Regions from separate parts of the Triticum aestivum genome. Here region 1 is linked to region 2. The links are chromatin contacts, called in public Hi-C maps. All regions are on one chromosome and are shown on one strand. The core of a region is the stretch at or near the end of the contact, and the rest is flanking DNA. Distances in the headings are between cores, read along the strand shown. Region 1 holds the start of LOC123137826 (acetylornithine deacetylase). Region 2 holds the start of LOC123137825 (probable protein phosphatase 2C 26).

Region 1 (5,773 bases), core at 970-3,469, 150 kb after region 2:
TATACATTTATATTGCATGTTTTTAAACACGGAGGGAGTAGTATACTTTTCTAAAATGTAAGTTGTAAAAGTACTTTCACTTTAAGAGGAGACTTCACAAACCAAATATGTTTAATAGGACAGGCAATCTTTCTAGCTTTTAAATCAGTACACATTGGAGTGTGGGGAGCCCACTATTTAAAAAGAAGAATGTGGTATTTAAATGTTTTATGCGAATGCAAATGGATGTTCCCTATGTACCTTCAAATTTCCTTAAATAATATGATAGATTATGCGCTACACACAAGGAAAAAACCCGGACCAAAAACAACAATATACAAGCCCATTTTGGTTCATCTATTTGTCCTTTTTGTATATGTTGCACATAAATATGCATGTTGATGAAAATCCGTACACACATACAACACATCTATACATACGCATACACAAACTTCTAGATTTTTTTGAGTTATAATATATGTTTTTGAAACAACCAAAGCGCATTTTCACATACATTGATTGAACATAAAAAACGCGGGAACAAGTTCATTTGCACATGTCCTTCTATATGATAACCCTACTTGGAGAGAGAGAGGGAGGGAGGGGGGAGGATAACACAACTCTATTCCAAATATGAGACTGTCCCACCATCCTTGCCAGCGAGGCCACATGTCCCCCTCTTCTCATGTTCTTCTTCGTGGCAGTGGTCTATTTCTTGGGTCATTGTTGCATGTGTCTTCTCATTTGGATGTTGCGTCAACAACTTTTTCCTAACTTTGATGGTGTTTTGGAGGTCCGGAGGTGACATCGAGCTTGGCTCACAACGCCCCGCCAACGAGAGTGTAGGAAGAAGACATGTTGATTTTTCCAACGATCTTGTGAGTATTTTTTTATTCTTTAAAGATGATCCTACAAGCGTTGGTTAACTTCTAATATATGTCATTTCTCCTTTTATAAAAGAGATAAGTGCATTTTTCGTCCCCCCAACTTATCGCCAAGTGTAGCTTTCGTCCCTAAACTTTTTTTGGGTACAACTGTTGTCCCTCAATTCTTAATACCAGGTATAGTTAGTCCCTTGCAGCGGTATTCAACGGTCTAACACGGTTTTGACCTTATGTGATATGGTTTTGGCCACATCGTCACTGTAAGGTGGCATAGAGTCGCATGTCATTGAGAGAACTCTCTCTCTCTCTCTCTCATGTGTCACCGAACTGTTGACGCTGCTCCGCTTTAAATATCCATTGTGTGATGCAGAGAGAAAGGCTGCGATGCTACTCTAGGAGGCCGGTGATGGGAGAAGCTCCTCCCGCTTTAGATGGTCAACATGATAGTTGGGGTAGGATAGGACAATAGGTGGCAGATCTGATATAAAGACACGGGGGAGAGAAAGGAGCACAATTCGTCGTGGTCCAATCCCAAACCCTTGGGGCATTCCCCTTACAATGATGATGTGATCAAAACCGTGCCATAAAAAGTCAAAACCGGATTTGAGCAAGGAATACTCATGTTAGGGACTAATTCTTCATGATATTAGGAGTCGAGGGAGAAAAGTTGCACCAAGATGTGGTCAAAACAATGACACATAAGTCAAAACAGGTTCGACCGAGGAATACCACTATAAGGGACTAAACATACCCAGCAGAGTTTTTTTTACACAGTACAGACGCAAGCGGTTATGCATACACGCATGCACTCACCCGTATGAACACATACACACACCCCCTACCCCTATGAGCATCTCCGAGAGACCGACGACATATCATCTTGAGATTTACGAAGTCACCATAGAAGCCTCGTCGTCGACGGGAACGTCTCCTCCCACTGAAAACGCATCGTCGGAATCCTGAAATTAATTCAGGAATAATGCGAGCACCAGAACTATGATGGGCTGGGGATACCACAGTCTCTCTAACCATCCAACCACAAATTGGTTCACACATACCTAATAGAGTTGAGGGACGAAGGTTACGCCAAAGAAAAATTGAGGATGAAAGCCACACTTTACTATTAGCTAAGGGATGCTCCTAAAAAAGGATTAGTTGAGGGACGAAAATGCACTGTACTCTTTATAAAATGATAAGGTGTTTTCTACATGAAAATGAGGAGTGTTGAATGAAAAGAGAAGAGAAGAATTTTTTTTAAAAAAAAGAGGGGGAAAAAAGAGAAGAGAAACTGAAGAACCGCCCCGCAAAAAAGAAAGAAAGAAAGAAACTGAAGAACCGCAGCGGCTACGGCACGCATCTCCGTGCCGTCGTCGACACGGACACATCATATGCGCACATCGTACGTACATCCAGAGTTGCTCAAACACAGAGAGTTCCTCGACCTCGACTGGACTGCCTTCGCTGTTGACCCAATCCGCCGCCGCGTCTAAGATGGCATCTCCGGCGCCGCCGCTCAAGGACGCCGTCGGAGTCCTGGACCGCGACCCCTTCGTCGCCCTCCTCTCCAAGCTCATCGGCGAGTCCCAGCGCCTGCAGAACGACCCGCCGGCCCTCGTCCCGCAGGAGGACCTCGTGGCGCAGCACGTCGTCGACGCGCTTCGCCCGGTGTCGACGGACACCGGTGGCGGCCCGCTCGTCGTGCGGAAGGTGAGCTACACAGACGGCCGGAGCAACGTCATCGTCGAGTACCCCGGCACCGTCCCCGGCCGCGTCGTCTCCTTCGTCGGCATGCACATGGACGTCGTTCCGGCCAACCCTAGCGAATGGGTGAGTTCCTAGCAGATTTCGTTTTGATGCGTGAGTGCTGATTTCGGTGCTTAGGGTTCCTGGACGAAGGATTCGAGGGTTTGCTTGATTTGGGGGTCTTTCTAGCTTGTCGCCCAAGCTGCACCCATCCCTGATCTGTTAGTGGCTTCTGGATTGTTCTACCTTGGAAGTTGGAATAGATGCATGTTTCGGTGCAGTGCTGGCTTGTGGAGTGTTGTGATTCAAGTTAGTACTTCAGTGGCTTAATTGCTGTATCTACTGTTAAAGTTTACCTTTCATCACTGGTGCTGTTTGATTTCGCTCATTTTATTTCTGTCGCATCATAAATTGACTATTAGTGATTACTAACAAGTTGTACCTCAAAATTTACTCTTGGTGAGCTCCTCAAATTTCTGTTACTCTTGTTGGTTACAATCATTAATCAGTGGACTGGGATCTTCTACTCCTGCAGGACTTTGATCCCTTCTCACTAACCTTCGAAGGTAATGACAAGGAAAAGCTTAGGGGCCGTGGGACGACCGACTGCCTTGGTCATGTGGCGCTTGTGACTCAGCTCATGCGGCGGCTTGGTGAGGTGAAACCACCATTGAAGCATTCTGTCATTGCGGTGTTCATTGCCAATGAAGAGAATTCATCGGTCACTGGCATTGGTGTTGATGGACTTGTCAAGGATGGTTTGCTGGATAAGCTCAAGACTGGACCCTTGTGAGTATTGAACTCTCTGTTGCCTCGATGGAATGGCCAAGTAATGCGTCGTATTTGAGGAATTTTTGCTGATTTAGTTGGTTATATGTGTGGCATTGTGAAGGTTTTGGATAGATACTGCGGATAAGCAGCCATGCATTGGTACCGGTGGGATGATCCCTTGGCATCTGAAGGCAACAGGGAAGCTGTTTCACAGTGGCCTCGCACATAAGGTACTCATTTGGACTCATTAGAACAATGTTCAGTTACCACTCCCTCCTTTTTACTCTATGTAGCTGTATGGACACAAAATCTTAAGAGGGTTGATGAAAAATGACCAAATAATAAATGGCATTATACAACCATATAACCTTCTTAACCTATTTAAAGTAATAGGGTGAAAATATTGCATTACCTCTTGATTCCTTCAGTGGAGATATTTTTAGACACTCTTTTTACACCGGGGATAATTATAGTGAAGCAGAGGGAGTAGCAAATATTCTATAGATGTGATCTGTTAAATCATATATCGTTGCTAGAATAAGTTAGTTGCGATTGGTACCAACATACCAACGTAGCTATGAATAATGGGACCAAAACAAAGTAACGCACAAGTATAAAGCAAGTGATCGTTGATACATGACTGGTAGATCTTATTGAGTAATCAACTCTGCTGTTATACGATTGTTTTCTGCACATGTTTATTTGACATGTCTTTTGTAATGTTATGGAAAGAGCTATTCAAGTAGTTCACACGACAAAGGAATCCAAATATAGTATTTTCACCATTTCTTGCTGTCGGAGACAAAGTACAATAGTGCTTTTGAATTCTGAAGACCCTGTATCTGTTTTTTGTTATTGCCAAAGGCCATAAATTCGATGGAGTTAAATATGGATGCACTTAAAGAAATTCAAACTCGGTTTTACAATGACTTCCCTGCACATGAAAAAGAGAAGCTCTACAAATTTGCTACTCCATCTACAATGAAGCCAACCAAGTGGAGTTGTAAGTTCCCTTGTACCTTTATTTTAAATATGTTTTAGAGACAGTGTATTTATAATATGTGGAAAAGAAAAATCATTGGATGTGCTCCAAACATGTGATGCTTTGCAGATCCTGGTGGGGGTCTGAACCAAATTCCTGGAGAGTGTACAATTTCAGGGGATATAAGGTTCAATTCTTGCCCTTAGGTTTTTGGATTCTCTTTAATTGCACTTGAGATGAAATGATTCAACTAAGTTTTAGTTTGATATGTACTTCTTTATGGTCTATTTTGATATGTACTTACTAGTGCTGGAGGCACAACTGAAATTGAATGTTATTTGTAACACGTACTGAAATTGAATGTGGAATGCTTTATAGTCAGTAGAGTGTTTACATAGGAGTAAAGAAAGAAAGAAAACGTGACGGACTTGCACTGGTCGCATATCTCTATGTATGTGAGACTCCAGTAAAAAAATATAATCCATGTTCACCTTTTTATTTTATTTTTGCTACTGTAGTAAGGCTGTCTAGTTGTTTATATTATTGATACCCCATTGGTTTTTGAGTGTTTCCTGACTATATGGTTCTTTCGATGTTGCAGGTTGACTCCTTTCTATAGGTAAGTCCATCTCTTATGTGTACAATATGTATTATTCCTTCTCCCTTATGGGCTTCTACGGCTATTAAATGATGTGTTAAATTCATAGTTGCTACTGCTATTATCATGCAGCACGAGTTTTGTAGTCCAGAAGTTAAAAGAGTATGTAGATGATATAAATGCTGGACTTGAAACAAAGCTTCCTACTCGTGGTCCAGTTTCGAAATATGTTCTTCCCGATGAAAATCTGCGAGGAAGGTGAATTAATCTTTTTTACTGACTTTTACCAGTAATCTTCATGATGGAGGGCATAGTTTTCATTGTTTACTGTTTGAATGTGCTAGGCTTGAAATCGCTTTTGATGGAGATGTGATGAATGGGGTGGCCTGTAATCTTGAGTCTCGGGGCTTTCAAGCATTATGCAAAGCAACTGAAGAAATAGTCGGATACGTAGAGCCGTATTCCATCACCGGGAGTTTGCCTCTGATTCGTGAATTACAGGTTTAAGCGAGAACTAACATACACACTCGTCTTTTTGATGCAATATCTGTGTGCTAAAGCAAATTCATGATGACACTTTTACAGGATGAAGGATTTGATGTTCAAACTGCTGGATATGGTAAGCACTTGAGCACAGAACAGAGGTTCCTGGACTTCTGTTGGTCATGTTATTATGTTATATATCAGTCAGATATCATGTTCCTAGATTTGCATTGGGTGCCCTAATTTATCGTTCGGTTAACTCAGCTTACGTTAGATAGCTGAACTCTTTTAGTGTAAGTGCTCATACAATGCTACCGATGCGCTGCAGGCTTA
Region 2 (5,085 bases), core at 824-3,323:
ATCTCCTCTTGCCCAATGATCGGTACAGTCCCATCATTATCCACTCCCATCCGTCCGGCATCGTGCTCCAATGGGGTCTGCCCCACTCCCGGGGCCTCCTGCCTCGGCGTTCCCACCGTGGTGGGCCCAGGCTCCTCCTGACTAGTCATGGAAGGCTGCTGGCCCCACCTGGTGCGAGAACCAGTGACAGCTGGCCCGCATCGTTGGTGCGAGGCGGGGATGGCACCGTGATGACTGATGCCGGGATCCTCCTAGGTTGCTGCGCCTCCTTGTCCTGGTTCAAATTTTGATCTTCTTCACTTGTCAAAAGTTCTTATGTGCCCCCACCGTGTCGCTCCAACGGATCCTTATCCTGTGCCTCATCCGCCCGCCTCGTCACCCGGTCAAAAGCGGACGGTCTGAGTGAGATGGTTATGGAAGAAGACATTTGAAATGTGATCGGTTTGCAGACACGCCTAACGCATCCACGAACGTTTGAGAAACTGGGTAAGCTATACGCAATTGCAGACTTACCTAGAAATATCCAATGATCTAAACGCTCTTATATTTATCCAACAGAATATCGTTGAATTTGACTTGGTAAAAAGCACGTGAAGGCATACGATAAATCTTCACATGTTGACACTGGAGTAGTTTACACTGTCACAAAAGGAATACGGAAATGTTAACGCCCACACGTGTGGGCGTTTGCACATCGCCCACATACCTCCATCACCACTCATTTTGCCACGTATGAATAGATGACATCAGCAGTTTTTTTTTTGGTTTTCGGCTTAAAAATGTTGTATCTCCTAAATAAAAAAGCGAACTAAAAATTTGTTTTCACCATTAAATCCGTCTCGACGAGATCTTCAAAACTAGACCCCATGTTGATATGTTTCGACGAATTTTTTTTTTGCCAGAAGTTGCCACGATGTTTACACTGCAGTTGCCATAGGGCTTAAACTAAAGTTGCCATGTGGCAATTTTAGTTTGTAGATCATGGCAATTTTAGTATTTTGATGATGGCAACTCCAGTACTTTGACCATGAAAATTATTTTTTGTATGAACCATGGCAATTTTACGTGCATGTATCATGGCAATTTTAGTTTATGGTTCATGGCAAGTCTAGTTTCTTAATTCCCCGTTTTATAAATGTTAAAAATTTACTTTTAAATGTAGAAGAAAATAGCTGAAACATATCATGACAACTTCAGTGTAAACATCATGGCAATTCATATGCAATAGACATGACAACTTTTAATCCAAAAAAAAATTCATCAAAACATATCAACATGGGATCTAGTTTCGAAGATCTCATCGTGAGGGATTTAATGGTGAAAACGGATTTTCAATCGGATTTTTCGTTTAAGAGATAAAACATTTTAAAAACTGAAAATCCAAAAAAAATTCTGCATGCATGCATGCGATGACGTGTGCAATCTGTTTACATTAGAGTCGTGTGGTGCGTCTCCCTTCCTGCCACACGTGTGGCAGTTAGCGCGACCCAAGAAATAAAGCTACATACTCTCGGAAAACGTCGGGCGATTCACATGGGATGCTTCCTCGTTCCCGTTGTAAACTGTAATCTTCTCACCTCCCCTCCCCGTCGCCTTTGCCCTCGCGTCGCTGCACTTTCGAAACGCCCGCTCCACCGGGGAGAGCAGAGGAGCCCACCGTCCAGCAGTAGTCCGAGTTCAAAGCCGGCCCCGCCAAAGCCATCCAATTTGCGCCGCGCGGATCCACGCGCCCTGCTCTCCTCGGCGCAGCGGAGTCCCGTCCGCCGTAATTAACCCCGACCGGGGTAGGCGATTCCCAGGGCGCAGCGTTGACCCCCGTCCCGCTCTCCCACCCCACCCACCACCCCACTCCACGTACGTCACGGGTCTCGCTCCCTCCGCCCTGCCGCCGCGCCGCTCGTCCTGCCCTGCTCCACGGCGTGCGTGCCAGGTGCGGACAAATCCCTCCCACTCCGCCATACCGGCACCACCTGACAGGTCCGGTGAGGTTTTTTCCGGCCCGGCCCCCGGTGGAGCACCGGAGCGGGCGAACGGGTCCTCCCTCGCTCGTGCCGCACGGTCAGTCGCTGCCAAATTCGGATGTCAAATTTGCGTTTTTCGCACTTACGCCAGCGCTAAGTCTCCTCCTCCCCCCTCTACTCTACTCCCCTCCTTTGTTAGTGTGCACATCACTGACAGGAGTGAACATAGAAAACTCCCTCCCTCTCTCTCTTCTCAACGCTCTGCCCCAATCCCCCACCCCCCCTCCCTCCGGCCCGGCCGCCCCCAATCTCGCCTCCCTCGCCCCCAATCTCTCCCCGCTCCGGCCGGATCCTGCGCCTCCTCCGCGCCCTCTCTGGATCCCGCCTCGGCGAGATCCCGCCACCGCCCCGGCGAGATCCCGCGGTCACAGCTCCACGTCCGTCGCCGCCCTCCGTATCGCCCGGTGCGATGTGCTGGTAAATAAGGTCTACTCTGCTCCCTCCCCGTCCTTGCTTCGCCTTCCCTCTGACCGGGCCGCGGCCAGCGTCGGATGCCATGGGCAGCGGCGCGTCACGGCTGCTCACCGCGTGCGCGTGCTCGCGGCCGGCGCCGGCGTCCGTCGACGCGGAGCCCTGCCTGGACGACGCGCTCGGCCACTCCTTCTGCTACGCGTCCGCCGCCGCCTACTCCTCCTCCTTCCGCCACGGCATCTCCGGCGCCGCGCTCTCCGCTAACTCCTCCGTGCCCGTGCCGCTCTACCTCTCCTCCTCCGCCGCCGGCGCGGGCTCCGTGCCGCAAAACTACTCCTCTGCGTTCCACACATCCTCGTCCTTCTCCTCCGCGCCGCTGCAGCTCTCCAACCTCTCCTCGGGGCCCCTGTTCCTCTCCGGGCCCATCGACCGCGGCGCCCAGCTCTCCGGTCCGCTCGACGCCGCCGTGCCCTTCTCCGGCCCGCTCCCCACCAAGCCCACCAAGCGCACCTCCTCCTCGTCCAGAGGGCTCTCCAGCAGGTTCCGGAAGCCATTATTCGGCAGCCTGCGGCGGAGCGTGTCAGAAAAGCACCAGCCGGCGCTCATGGTGCCACTCCGCCGAGACGACGGCGTGCAATGGGCGCACGGGCGCGCAGGGGAGGACCGCGTCCACGTGGTTGTCTCCGAGGACCAGCGTTGGCTGTTCGTCGGCATTTACGATGGCTTCAACGGCCCTGAGGCCCCCGACTTCCTTGTTGCCAACCTCTACCGCTTCCTCCTACGCGAGCTTCGTGGGATATTCTACGAAGAGGCAGACAGGGATAGCAAGCGGCTGTGGCAGTTCCTCGCCGATGGGGATGACGATGACAATGAACTTGACTTTTCAGGTTCCGGCCGGTTTGCAATGTCGCTTGCCAGGCTCAAGGAGCGGCGGTTCAACATGTGGGCACATGCAGCGGCTGTGGGTGATGATGAAATCAGCAGGGAGTGGGGTCCCAAGAAGTTGGAGGCAGCTCCAGCAGTGAGGGATCATGGAGCTGTGCTTGGTGCGCTCACTCGGGCGCTGGCCTCGACGGAGGCAGCATACCTCGACATGACAGACCAATCGATGGGATCCCACCCGGAGTTGGCGGTGACCGGGGCATGCCTGCTTGTGGCATTGGTGAGGGATGACGACGTGTATGTAATGAATCTTGGGGACAGCCGCGCCATTGTGGCGCAACGAGCAGATGATGACCATGGTTGCGGGCTTGGAGCCATGAGGATGGATGACATCGGCGTGGGATTGGAGATCGAGTCAAGGCCTGTCGGATATCCCATGATTGGGCTCGAGGCATTGCAGTTGTCTATCGATCATAGCACCAGCATCGAAGAGGTAACTTTGTGCTGACACTGGTGATACCATATATTTTCTGCATAAGCAACTGCTGACACAACTTAGAATGAGCTTGTAGCTTATAGCCTTATATACATTTATGTTCTATTGACCTGCTGTTCCACTGTTTATTATGTGTATGCCAGAGCTTCTGTCATTGTCTGTGAGTAATCTGCTTGCGTCTCTAAATGCAAAATGTGCGTGCCTCTGTCAGCAGTAAGGCACTCTAAATGATCAAACCATCACATTATTGTTCTTCTCCGGGTTTCCATTCATATTTCATAGAACTAACCATGGAAATCATTTTATTGCAAATACCTGAAAGCTTTAAAGTTGAAACACCAAAGCAAAAAAAGAGGTTCATGTCTTTATGAAAAGATCATGTAGAACACTTGTTATCCTTGATGCCTTATTTTTAGTTGGTCAGAGTCACACCCATTTGTTTCATCATTTGGTCATTTGCTGTTAGGTTCCATTTCCATTGCCCTTATTTCTCTTCTAAATTTGTCAATGAAAGCAGTTGGTCATTTTAGCCCTTGCACTATTTATGCCTATGAATTCATAGTATTTGTTTTGATATGCAGGAAGTCCAGAGGATCAAACGTGAGCATCCAGATGATGATCAGTGTATCGTAAATGACAGAGTAAAGGGCCGTTTAAAAGTTACCCGAGCATTTGGCGCTGGGTATCTCAAGCAGGTAATTGTGGTACGGCTTGGTTGGGTGTTTACTAAGATCTTTAACCCTACTCTCATAGTTCATTTTTTTTGCCTGATAGCAGTTTATTTTGTTGGCTAAAAAACTTATTTTTGAGTATCTCAAGCAGGTAATTGTGGTATGGCTTGGTTGGGTGTTTACTAAGATCTTTAACCCTACTCTCATAGTTCATTTTTTTTGCCTGTTAGCAGTTTATTTTGTTGGCTAAAAAACTTATTTTTGAATGAGTATGAATTTCTTATGAGTAGTTTGTTCTTTTAATTTTGAATTATTTAGAAACTACTTTTAGAAGTTCCGATTGGTCTAATGTAATAGAAAACCTAGATAAAGCTTACCTAGAATTTGTGTATGTTGTACAGGCGAAGTTGAACAATGGATTGCTGGAGATGTTCCGCAATGAGTACATAGGTGATGCACCATACATATCATGCATACCTTCTCTTTGCCATCACAAGCTCACTTCAAGGGACCAGTTTTTGGTACTTTCTTCCGATGGCTTATATCAGTACCTGAGCAACGAAGAGGTAGTTCTGCATGTTGAGAATTTCATGGAGAGATTTCC

What was found. A called contact is a pair of places that touch in the nucleus more often than the background predicts.
Region 1: a Hi-C map of leaf shows a contact between it and region 2, with 7 times the contacts expected there. The contact joins the promoter of LOC123137826 here to the promoter of LOC123137825 in region 2. A contact is called at or near these places in 3 of 5 Hi-C or Micro-C datasets (all in leaf).

The regions. Positions count from the first base shown.
Region 1 is chr6B:531,367,736-531,373,508 of IWGSC CS RefSeq v2.1, forward strand. LOC123137826 (acetylornithine deacetylase) reads left to right here and starts at 2,220. Exons shown (of 10, transcript XM_044557669.1): 1 at 2,220-2,690; 2 at 3,142-3,395; 3 at 3,499-3,607; 4 at 4,242-4,380; 5 at 4,489-4,546; 6 at 4,961-4,978; 7 at 5,090-5,215; 8 at 5,302-5,458; 9 at 5,543-5,576; 10 at 5,769-5,773. The coding sequence starts at 2,355.
Region 2 is chr6B:531,215,862-531,220,946 of IWGSC CS RefSeq v2.1, forward strand. It overlaps LOC123137825 (probable protein phosphatase 2C 26), which reads left to right and starts at 2,074. Exons shown (of 4, transcript XM_044557668.1): 1 at 2,074-3,807; 2 at 4,392-4,505; 3 at 4,883-5,085. The coding sequence starts at 2,518.